Regions from separate parts of the Danio rerio genome. Here region 2 is linked to region 1. Evidence: chromatin contacts called from public Micro-C data. All regions are on one chromosome and are shown on one strand. The core of a region is the stretch at or near the end of the contact, and the rest is flanking DNA. Distances in the headings are between cores, read along the strand shown.

Region 1 (6,597 bases), core at 2,298-4,797:
AGTGTTTGAACTCTCAGTAATGATTAAATCACACTGAACTGAGCTAAACTGAACTGTACTGAACTTAAACACTAAAAACTGAACTACACTGTTCCAGTTATACTATGACCATTTATGTGAAGCTGCTTTGACACAATCTACATTGTAAAAGCGCTATACAAATAAAGCTGAATTGAATTGAATTGAATATATTTAGTCAAAGCACAAACCAAGCATGAAGACAATGGAATTGTCTTTAGACCTCCGAGACAGGATTATATCAAGGCACAAGGCTTTTGAAGGTTACAGAAAAATGTCTGCTGCCTGAAAGTTCCAATAAGCACAGTGGCCTTCATCATCCACAAGTGGAAGATGTTTGGAACCACCAGAACTCATCCTAGAGCTGGCCGGCCATCTAAGCTGATTGATCAGGGGAGAACCACTCCCCGCCTGGAATTTGCCAAAATGCATCTGAAGGACTCTCAGACCATAAGAAACAAAATTATCTGGTCTGATGAGACTAAAATTGAACCCTTTGGAGTGACTGCCAGGCGTTACCTTTAGAGAAAACCAGGCACCACTCATCACCAGGCTAATGCCATCCCTACAGTGAAGCATGGCGGTGGCAGCATCATGCTGTGGGGATGTTTTTCAGCAGCAGGAACTGGAAGACTAGTCAGGATAGAGGGAAAGAGCAATGCAATCTACACAGACATCCTGAATAAAACCTGCTTCAGAGTGCGCTTGATGACAGATTTGCGAGCAGGACAATGACCTAAAGCACACAGCCAAAATATCAATAGAATGGTTTCACAACAACTTGTCCTTGAATGTCCTTGAGTGGCCCAGCCAGAGCCCAGATCTAAATCCTATTCAACATCTCTAAAGAGATCTGAAAACGGCTGTACACCATCGCTTACCATCCAACCTGATAGAGCTTGAGAGGTAATGCAAAGAGGACTGGGGAAAAATCCCTAAAGACAGGTGTGCCAAGCTTGTGGCATCATATTCAAAAAGATTTGAGGCTGGAATTGCTGCCAAAGGTGCATCAAAAAGTATTAAGCAAAGGCTGTGAATACTTATGTACATGAGATTTTTCAGGTTTTTTTATTTTGAATAAATTTGCAACAATTTCAATAAATCTTTTTTTTCACATTGTAATTATGGGGTATTGTGTGTAGAATTTTTAGGAAATAAATTAATTTAAGGCTGTAACATAAAAAATGTGAAAAAGTGAAGTGCTATGAATACTTTCCGGATACACAGTATGTCATTAATTATTCACTCTCAGACCTCCGTTCATTTTTGGAACACAAGTTATTTAAGATGAAATTAGAGAGCTCCCTTATCCTCCATAGAGAGCAACGGTCCCAGCTTGTTCAAAATCTAGACAAACAAAACATCCTCAAAAATGTCTGTAGGAGCATTCATCCATTTATTCATTCATTTTCTTTTCGGCTTAGTCCCTTTAACAATCAGTGGTCGCCATGCAACCTATCACTGGGAAATACCCATACATACTCATTCACTCACATACACTACGGCCACTTAGGTTACCCAATTTAGCTGTACAGCATGACTTTGGAATGTGGGGGAAACCGGAGCACCTGGAGGAAACCCACGCAAAAGCAGGGAGAACATGCAAACACACAAAAATGCCAACTGACACAGCCGAGGCTCGAATCAGCAACATTCTTGCTGTGAGGTGACATCGATACCCACTGCGCCACCGTGCCACTCTGTAGGAGCATTAATTATATTTTTAAATGCTTGTTGGCTGTTTGGGTTCACTGGTGATCACTTCCATTTCCTTTATTCTACCTGACAATGTCTTTATTTGTAGTAACAGGTAAAAAATACAAAAACAATAAACCACTTCTACTCCTCAATGTCAGTATAAGGTGCACATTCATGAGAGCGCTGTGCACTGATGATTGAACTGAAGTCATTATTTTTATTTTTATTTCCACACAAAAGTGTTCTTGTTGCTTCAGAATATTCCAAAGCTCTTGAATATTGCATCTAAAATATTGTTATATGTGTTCAGAAGATGAACGAATGTCTCAGGGATTTTGAACGACATGAGGGTGAGCATTATAGACCGAATTTACATTTTTGGGTGAACTAACCCTTTAACTTGTCTTGGACTTTTTTTAAGGAGATTTAGATTTGGAGAAAGATTTAGGGACAAACCAAGGCCTGGTGCAGCTCAATTACTTTTATTAACTATTGTATTAGGGGTTAAACATTGTATAAGGGGTTAAAGATAGGTATTAGGGGTGGAAAACTGGCACATAAATCGCAATGATGACACACAATGAAGACTTTTTTTTTGGCCACAAATTGGGTCAAAATTATAGGGATGAAAAAGCCTTCAACTCAATCAGCAGTTAATTATGTGTAATGACACCACGGATTGGAAGATTGAATTTTTTTTTAAGGGACAAAAAGACACTCGCTCACTGGACGGTGGAAACTAAGCCCAAATCTGGTAGACACTGACTCAGTATGGAAGTAGTAAAACAATCCAAATTAATCCAAAACAAAAAATCTGTTGTGACAAGGCTATAGAGCTCGGATAACAGGGAGTGCAAATTGGGTCCAAAATAATGAGTATATGGGATGTTCAGACTCCATTGGAAAGTACAAAATAATCCTAGTGACACCATAAGATGAACAAAAAAGATTGGAGGGAAAAATGCTTCAACAAGCCTTAAGTCAGGCCACATACCACAATCAAATTAGGGGAACAAATCATAAAGATAACATAAAATGGAGACTTTTTGGAGAATAGGTTGTTCCTGCATGTCAATAGAGACTTTTGTTTCATGTTTACTTTAAATGTTAACGTCTCATTTCTATTCCCATTTTTGCTTTTTTGTTTCTTTGCTTGTTTAAAGAAAAGTTTCTTGTCATAATTCTACTGCAAATTGTGCTGGCAAAGCAGTATATCCACTGCAAGAAATCCCATGTCACTAACTAGTCAATGTACAGGACTTAAAATCCAATCCTGGATTCATTTTAAGCATGAATATTGTTTCAGAGTACATCTAAAACCAAAGAGAACATCAGAAAATGCACCGACACCTAGAATGTCATATTATCAAAGTGTGTTTTCGCTGCTTTATATCAGTGAAGATTGCTTCAGAGAGCAGATATTTATTTCACAAGGATTAAAGTAATCTTTGTGCGAGTGTGTGGGTTTGAGTGAATGAGAACAGTGTAAGACAGCGAAGCAGCCTTGATCCTGAAACGGCACTCTCATATTGTTGGGATTTACCCTAAATATGGTGCCATGATCCGGAGCAAAGTGTAAGGGCCACTGGGTCAGTGCAGCATTGAGGACAAAATAGAAAAATACCTAGATCTCATCCATTTTCTACAATATCTGCCGAAGACTAAACATATCAAAGTGCAGATGATTTCCTGAGTGTCATGAAAAACCAAACTGACTGGAGGCGTGACAGATTCATCTGGAAAAAGGAGGATTGACAGAATAGGTACTGTAGAGATCCAGCTGTTCTTAGAAGTCAGAGCAGGCTGCCATTTATTCCCAAGAAAAGCTTGAAAATGCTTTCAACTATGACTGAAAAAGGTTATGTAAGATGTGGGTGTGTGAATGGTAAAGAAGAGAGAGAGAGAGAGAGAGAGAGAGAGAGAAAGAGAGAGAGAGAGAGAGAGCCTCAGCGGTGCTTTCCTCCAGTTCCTGCACTTCAATCCAAGGCCAAGAATCATAGTATAATTTACAGCTGGACGGGGAGCAGTAAAATCAGTAAAGTTATCCACACATGCACATAATAGGCTCATTTTGTTAGGACAAAAAGGAGTATTCTAAACACCGCTTGATCAGAGAAAACTAGGATCGCAACGGACTGCAATTGATTTATGCAGATCCCAACCCACAGTTCTGTACCCACGTGACTTGTGGATTAATATTAATTTTTTTAACTATTGCTTGAAGTGATTCATTACATACAGTGAAGTTGTGCTACTGTGAAAGAGGCATGTTAATCAGTCAACAACAATACCTATATTTAAATATGCAAACTATGCGCAACACTGCATGTTAATGCATAAAACATTTGCTAAAAAGCATTGGTTTCATCAGTCAAAATAAGAAAAATGGCCACTTCCTAAATAAAACCTGGCACCCAAACATCAAGAAGAACATTGGAATTTGCTGCGGTCAATGTGTTTTTTGTCTTATGTAATAGATGACAAAAAGCTTTAAAAATTTTTTAATGCAGATTAAAAATGCACATTTTGAAGTTTTCATTAAGCATTTTTTATGCAATATTCCAAAATGGCGAATGGAAACATAGCTAATGGCTAACGGAGAAACTGAAGAATTCAAAATGCTTCCCGCATCACTCAAAATCACATATACAGAAGAATTTTGATTTTTCTATTAAATATAATGATGAAAGAAGTTGCTTTGTTTTGCTTTGCTTTCAGTAACTTTGATATGGAGGCTGAAGAAGCGATCTCCTGCTGAAGAATTCACCCACTCCTGTGGTTTGTAATGTAATGGGCAGCACCAAACTCGATTGATTTCTATGAGAATCTTGTGTCCATGTGGGTTCCAATAGGTCTTCTGCAGTTTTTGTGATGATTGGGAAGCAGTTTAATAGATGATTCATTGGAAAAATCTACCTTCTGCCACTTTTTCAAATGATCAACTAGTCTAGAAGTCAAGACTTTTGCCAGTCAGTATATGGCTGCACATTGTTAAAAGATGGGGATCTCGATTCAAACACCCATGCAACGTTAAATATAAAACCTCAAGTTTTATAAAAACAAGTTTTGCATATGTTTATTATTCTTTTGATGATATCTGTAGTAAGTTTATATCAGCATTTGAAAGAGGTTCAGTCTTTATTTTTCAACCAGTATTGTACCAGTAGGTCGCGACAAACAACAATTTAAAATCTGTCACTGAAAAATTCAGACTAATAAGAATCATCCACTAATCAAAAATGACATTTTTATGAGTGAGTTGTTAAATCGTTAATTAAAAATTTAACAGGAATAAATAAATACAATGATTTGTTTCTGTTAACAATATTATAATGCTTTAGATTTAAGATTATCAGCAACAGTATGAAAATTTGTTTTTAATCTGTTGCACTTTAACAACTGGGTATTGAATATTATATTTGAATCTTTGATTTAATCAACTGGTAATTTCTTGATTTTCTTCTATAAGTTATGTTTGTTAAAAGCAAAAGCTCCTTGCTGTAGTATTGTTATTGTGAGCAAATTACATTAAGTCCTCTCCTTTTTGCTGATAAAAAAATGTCAGATCTGTGACTAAAAAACCATAATATAATCCTAACCGTGAGATTTGTGATTTGTTCCACCACTAGAGAAAACTTAGAAGAAACGCTCAAAACAGCTTCCATAGAATGATGAACAACATGCCCAGTAGCAAAATCTATGCACAAGCTGAGGTCGAAATTTCTTCACTCTCTGTGGCACACCACAATCTGCAAAGGAGCTATAACGACTAGCGAAATATGAGCAAAATAACAAATGAAAACTATAATCAAGAAAGTAAACAGTATAGCTTAGGGCAATCGAGGCAGTAAAGCCAGTAAAAACATTTGATTAACTGGCTCTTCGTTTCCCTACAGACAAACAACAAATCCACAACTAGCATTCCTCGACAAGAGTTCAGGTCTGGTAGAAAAAACAAACTTGTTTTCAGTTCTGTCGCATATTTTTTTTTTCTTGGACGAGCCACGAAGATGTTTGGGGTCAGAACAGGCATCTGGTGCTGGATTTATGTCTGGCAGTAATTTCCCAACTTCGACCAGAGCCGTATTTTGGACCATAAAGCTGCAATTGGTAAATTCAGCACCAAAACAAAAATGCTTTAAACGCTTTGAACGATTCCCTTAGGTACCTTTAATTGCATAAGTATCAGCTGCAATATAAAAAGAAAGTAAACATATCAGAGTAGAGTAGTACAGAAAAATAGGAGCTATTAGTTTAAATGCATCTTAAGATGGTCTACTTAAATGGCTCATAAGCTCATAACGCAGGACTTTTTTTGGTGTGTGTGTGTGTGTGTGTGTGTGTGTGTGTGTGTGTGTGTGTGTGTGTGTGTGTGCCCATGTACAGCAGCACTCCAAAAACCATTTTTTTTGCTTGTTCAAACTACTTATACAATGAGCTTAAACAACACAATTTTTAAGGTTTTTTTTGGGACAACTTTAATGTTCAATCAATTTAAAATTGCAACAACCATTAAGTTTAACGAATAGATTTACGTTGGGACGACATAAAGGGATTGTGTAAAACTTTTTTTTTTTTTTACAATGCAATATGTGTATGTATAGAATATTTTGAGGGATGTAAACAAAAACCATGGTCCCAACGTATTTCCTGTTTTACATTTTTTATTTCTATAGCTACTGAGAATTCAAAAAGAGCCACATATTGATAAAAAATGTTATGACAGCTGTTTTAACAATAAGTTATGATTGAATTGCCTCTTGTTACAGTTATGAAATTGTTTCATAACAAGTAGGAAATGTTCATGGGCCAATGACATGACCACACTGAAATGGTTCTAAACAAGAAGACATCAAATCGCTTAAATACATTACATGCGTT
Region 2 (6,597 bases), core at 2,695-5,194, 48 kb before region 1:
ATTAAAATTATTACAACGTTGCTTTTGTTCTTGGTGCGATTCACTTTCACAAGGCAAAGTTTCTAAATGGACCAAAATAGTTTAAAAGGTCACATGCGTGTAAACTCTCCTTACATTGGTCAGTTTATTTTTAATTAGTCCCATGGATTCCGCTCAGCTGTCATACTTGCTATTTTCATTTATGATGATGAGAAATTATATGCGAAAAGGTTCACTTTAACTTCCATCACCAAATATAAATCAGAGGTAAGACTTTCTCATACATGGCCTCATTACAGATGTTTAGGGTTGTTCAAATCTATCTATTGAATCAATTGATCAATCTATTGCTCGTCAAGACATTTAATAACTTTGTTTTCATTATTAATTTTGAGCTTAAAAAATGGCTAGATTTATGTATTATAGGCTTACTTTATAGAGAGAAGTTACAGGTGAATCGAGACTCCAGTCAGATGAGATTTCTTTCAAAGTGTCAGTGTAGAAATAAACAAAACAATAGACCTATTAGAAAATATTATAAGATTAAAATAAGAAAAAATATCAGATGGTTATTTCAGATAAACAGCACTCGGTAATACTTTGATATGCTTTTTAACTTCTTACTCGATATGAAATGCAGATTTACTGGTAGGAATGACGTCCCTCCCTACTCATGATTCTCTTTTCATATTGCTGTATGTATGGCCATTACACAGCCATAATACACTGTGATATAACCAGGTTCGTTAGTTCGTTTTGCTTTCTCACTATAATAGATCTGCCCCAGAATTCGTTTTAATTGACCCTAGACCCTTTATTCAGGTGATCTTAGACTGATTGTTTTGAGGCGGATTTAAGTGTGATTGCGGGATTCACATATGCCAAACGAACCGCACTAACTAAGCATACGAGTCAGGTTCCAAAACAAACCTCTGCACCCTGAAATGTGAAAGCATCCTGAATACAGTAATACCATAATACAATTCAAAACTGTAAAATATTTGTTTATTAATGTATTAATTTTACAGTTTAAAATAATAGGTAAATTATATGACTTACTGATCTGAATAATTGTCCGTTTGACTGTTTGAAACAGTATGGACTGGTTTCACTAGAAGTCAGTGTTTAAAATAAACCACTATTCTTGTTATTTTGTTTGGCGACAAACAAATCACACACTTCGTTAAAGCCGTTTCCTATTTAAAACATCTGAAAACAAAGAAAGCAGGAGTCCTTTAGGGCACTTCAAGAGGTTTAGAGCTTGTTTGACAAGCTGCCATTCAACATGGATTCTCTGAGAACTAACATTTAACAAAGCAATGAGTGTTAGTAAGTCAGCACAGGAGGTATAGATAGTAAGGGCAGAGTTTAACCTGAGGCGCTGGAAGAAGGGTTGAGCACCAACGGGCTGGTGGACAGTGTGGTCAGGACGGTGGCGGCCATTACTTCTTTATCAGCATGACCAGAAGGACTCCTGTTAAATGAGAAAGAGAGAGAGAGAGATTAGGTTTCTAAACCATTAGCTATATTACCATCCATATACTGTTATGTACATTTTAGGTACATAAAAATTACATACATGGTACACATACATAGTAAATAAAATAGTAACTTTGCATTTACACCGCCGCCTGGCGAGAGTGTCGGAATTTGCTTTGGCCACCCTCACAATCAAACAAGTTTACTGTTTTTTAAATTAAATAAACCAATCTTATGCTGTTTGTGTAGTGAGATATTTGTGTTCATGTTTAAGCGCTAGTCTAATTTCTGCATGCTGTTTATAGAAGATGTTCAATAACTATAATAATAATAAGTCTTCACGCTAATGGTAATTTTTGCACATTTTACATTACAAACCGAGAAACCTGCACAACAATCATCAACCTCAGCCTTTGTTTTGTTTGGGAATTAATGTGGTCTGTAGCCCAAAGTTTATTAGTCCAAATTGTCTGGAATCCTCTCAAGTGGTCGACTAAAACCTTCTGATAGGTTTCCATCGAACCCTGTTATATTTCATTACCATAAAGTTGACCTGATTTCAACTTTTTTTTGACGCCCACTTTATCCAAAACAAGCCACGCATTGAAAATTAATGACTTCTAGCTACTTTGACACTCTTAACAGTGACGAACGATAACACCAAGATGCACATTTAATCTCAAATGGATCGTAATGTTCCTGAAAAAGGCATGCAAAATCATGAAGCCAAAAGGTCTTTACAGTACAGTTTGAGAAATCCCTCAATTTAAGTTTATTGTAGTTCGCAAGTTTTCTTTTGTGGACACACACCTTACAAAACATGCATTTAAATAATAGGAGCAGAGCCTAGATGAGTTGTGTCAATAGTGTGTTGTTTTCATGTCCGAGATATTTTGCTTGACCGGTCTAATATGCTGATACTCATGAAATTTATTCCCCCACTGTTTACATTCATTCACACATACTTTATGCACATTTTTGTGTGCTTTTTACAAAAACTTGTGTGTATTTGATAGTTCACATAAAGAGAGGTTAGTTTATTATTTATGCAATGTACTTTCTGACAGAATTTCTGTGTGCTAAGAAGGGGTTAAAACTAACAAGGCTTTTCAAACACGTGTTTTGTTTGTTGTTATGGTTATTTATTAATTATGTCAGTTTCCCAGAATGTGATGATTTTCTTCTCTTGAACACATGACATTGAATTTTATAAATGAATATTTTGCATAATCTGAAATAAGAATGAATAGGCTTTCTACTGATATATCGTTTATTAGAATTGGACAAAATTTGGCCAAAATACAATCTGGATTCTGAATAAACATTAAAAAAAAATCTAAATATTGAGAAAATTGTCTTTAAAGTTAGACAAACTTAGTTCTTAGCAATGCATATTACTAATAAAAAAATAGGTTTTCATATATTTACAATAGATTTTATATATTTATTAAGTTTTGATATATATATATATATATATATATATATCAATATATCAATATATATATATATATATATATATATATATATATATATATATATATATATATATATATATATATATATATATATATATATATATATATATATCAATATATATATAAAACAGTGTAACATAAGACTGCTTCATGTGGTTCAGTGTCACAATTGTGTTTACAAACATCAAGAATCAGAAAGCAAGACCACATGACTCTGTTTGTCACTGCACATGTCATTTGATTTAAGGTCATTTATTATGTAGGGAAATAAAGCTACAGCGGTTTTCCCTGTCGTAGCAACTTTCATTAATTATAACTGATTGTTTGCCCCAGTTTTCTAGTTTTTGAACAGTGTAATGCATGTAATATTCCTACTTTCTCAACTTACAAATCATAAAGTTCATTCACAATGCTGCATGAAAACCAATCTTAAAGTCCACATGATATCAAAATTTACAGTGCTTATTTTGCTAGCTCACAGTGTTATTCTGTGAAGTTAATTTACGGGAAAAAACGGTTTGTTTTGATAGTCTTCAATTAAATATTGAACACTACCACGCTTGAAGTGGCAGTTCTTCTGTAAACTTTAACATTAAGGCTTTCATAGCAACTGCATATTAATACCTTCTCTAACCGTTAGTTTGCTATAAGGGAACGATTCGCCAATGAAAGCCCAGCCCACAACTCAATATTCTGTTTCAGTTGGAAGTGCATCAACATAATGAAATAAAAGTCTTCCGGCAACTTCCAGAGCACGCTTACTTTAAGTTCTAGATCAACTAAAACCGAAAACATCAAGCAAATCCAGATGTTTAGTGCTCTCTCACACCAACATAAACAACACACATCTGTTAGGTGGGCCTTGCTTTGCTCTCTCTTTAAGCCTAAGCAGCCGTTCTTTCTTTTGAGCAAGGCCGAATCCCACAGTAAACACTTCTCTAGGCCGTATTGCAGCTCCCTACTGCGCTGAACTCATCACGAGTAATGGAAAATTCCAGCACAGTAATAAACACTAGCACTCGGCCTCTGGTTTGTGCCCACACAGAACAGCTCGATTATCAGCCGTATTTATTCAGCGTGTGTGTGGGAGAGAGTTTACTCATGTTTGTAAATCAACACCAGGGTTTAGTGTGCGGCTGAATGAAATGCCCTGTTAACTGTTTAGTGTCTTGCTCACAGGTGAGACTCAGCTGTGTGTTGTTTATACAGTTATGTGCATGGTTGATGGCTGTAATATTGGGGTAAAATAGAGGAGAGAAAAAAAAAGGAAGAAATGAGGGAGATCAGAGAGAGGGGAGAGGGAATGAGTGTTAACAGACGTCATGTTGAAATATTTATGCATATAATTAAGTGGATTACCTTACATAATGATTCAACAAACAACTAGCAGAATATGAAATACATGTTGATGTAGTCAATGATGTAGGGTTGGGTCGATGGACGATGCCATCACCAACAGACATCATGATGCTAAGTCGGCATCACGATCCTCCGCCCCGGGCCCGTTACAGCAACAACCCACTCGTGAAAAGCACACACTTAGGCCCCGTTTACATTAATACGTCTTTACGTAGGCCTCTCCACACTGGGTTTTACCTAGCATTTCTAAACAGCTCTCCATTCACACAATACCGCTGAAAATGTGTCCACACGATCACATGACAATGCACACACACACTCTGGTACACGCTCCAGTGGTATGCGTGCAAGTCTAAGCTCCAGGCAGTCAGCGGGGGCTTCGAGCACAAAGCCCCAAAGAGCAGTACACATCGGACAGTTTATCAAGGATGTACTGCTGGATCGGGTCAAACGATAGTTGTTAAACTTGATATTTAATTCATCTTGTCTTTATCTAACGACTCTTCTGTCTTTTGAAAATATCAGGTAATGTGTCACTTTAATCTTTCGCTTTCACGCTTGTACCTAGTAATTTTAGAGAAACCCTCAGATACTGTTGGTTGGTTGCTGTTTGTGGACGCCATTATAACGACACAGACCACTCTGCATATTCATACCAGTTCTGCGGAAAAAGTGATGGACAGGTGGTAATTTGTGTGTAAAATTTATTTATTTATTTATGATTTGTTTGAGACAAAAACAAATACTATGTGGGTCAGGTAGTTGAAATGGTAGGCTACAAATAATTAATTCATTATGAATTCCTTAATTATTCATAAATAATTAATTCACCACCTCCTGTGATGAAGATGCCTTCATACATCACAATGTTTCATATTATACATCATACGACGCCAAATAGGTCGACATCGCCCAACCCTATTCTAATATATTTTAAATTTGTCTTTTGCCAATTGGAAATATTGTCCTTTTTGTACAGAGGGATTGTTCTATGAAATTTATGTATTTTATATACAGTTGAAGCCAGATTTATGAGCCCTCCTGAATTATTAGTCCTCCTGTTTATTTCCCCCACAAATTCAGTTTATTTCTGTTTATTTTTTTTAGCACATTTCTAAACATAATGGTTTGAATAACTAATTTCTAATAATGGATTTATTTTATTTTTGCCATGACAGTAAATAATATTTTACTAGATTTTTTTCATGACACTTTTATACAGTTTAAGTGACATTTAAAGCAAACATGCTAATTTTACACAGAAATGCCCAGCCAAGACTCAAACCAGCAACCTTCTTGCCGTGAGACGACAGTGCTAACCACCGAGCCACCGTATCACCGCTGTTTTCAAATAACGTTTATTTTAGATTTCAGACATTTAAATGGAAGGAAGTTGTGCAAAACATAATTTAGTCTTTTCTTCTCCCAATAAAACAGCCGAGTAGTTTTAGAGTAGATGATACATTTACATGTTGTAAATCCAGCAGCTCTAATCTCTCCTCTGCAGTGCAGACAACCATGGCAGCGCCAATCACGTATCATAGATTAAATAATATGATAATTATTCATTAATACATGCTTTTACGCATATTTAATAATTGGAATGTCAGATATTTCACAATATATTTAGGAAATTTGTAACAGAGGTGTGAACCTACAGTGGTTCGGTTACAATTATTACATCATCGGTTTTGTTCAATTCGATATCTCAGTTCATCAGGGTGCATTGACCATGCATTCCATACACAATTTTATATTTAATTCACAGCACAATCTTATATTAAAATCTATAAATATATTTATATGAATAGATTAGTTGTAATACAATTTTGCCCTTTAATACAAAAAGTCAGATAAAAACTACCCTTAAAAACTCAAGGGGCTCTTTTTTGACAATCCATGCGCAAAATCCAAATCGCAGGGTGCAAAAACATTAAGGGCGTGTCAGAATACACTTTTGCTATTTTTTGGACGGAAAAATCTGCTTTGTGCTGTGGCGCATTGTCTAACAGAGTTGAGCTTATTCTCTTAATGAGTTATAGGTGTGTTTTGAGAATAAACCAATATATCAGCTCATCTCCCATTCCCTTTATGAGTCAGTTGCGCCGCTCTATAGCGCATTTGCTATTCACATGGCGGACTTTGTAAGTGGAAAAACTGAATGCTTCACTAGAGAGAAAACAGTTAAACAGAGCATCTACAGCACAGGAATGAGAGATAAGCCTCCTCATTCTTTACTTTCACTTTCACTCTCGTGGATAGGGAAACGTGTAGTATGCACAGACATCCATTAGCCTATACATAA

The links. A called contact is a pair of places that touch in the nucleus more often than the background predicts.
Region 2: a Micro-C map of caudal fin shows a contact between it and region 1, with 2.4 times the contacts expected there. The contact joins two enhancer-like sites. A contact is called at or near these places in 2 of 18 Hi-C or Micro-C datasets (caudal fin and an unstated tissue).

The regions. Positions count from the first base shown.
Region 1 is chr23:16,162,866-16,169,462 of GRCz12tu, reverse strand. All of the region lies in intron 2 of slc2a4rg (SLC2A4 regulator), which reads right to left. Among named protein-coding and RNA genes, the nearest start is that of slc2a4rg, 34 kb to the right of the region's middle. Within about 2 kb of position 3,547, at least 9 of the 62 cell types and tissues checked have an H3K27ac peak or open chromatin away from gene starts, as enhancers often do. A contact at or near this core is called in caudal fin, where this site is marked.
Region 2 is chr23:16,211,603-16,218,199 of GRCz12tu, reverse strand. It overlaps slc2a4rg (SLC2A4 regulator), which reads right to left. Exons shown (of 9, transcript XR_012398873.1): 3 at 1,353-1,453. Among named protein-coding and RNA genes, the nearest start is that of slc2a4rg, 83 kb to the right of the region's middle. Within about 2 kb of position 3,944, at least 26 of the 62 cell types and tissues checked have an H3K27ac peak or open chromatin away from gene starts, as enhancers often do. A contact at or near this core is called in caudal fin, where this site is marked.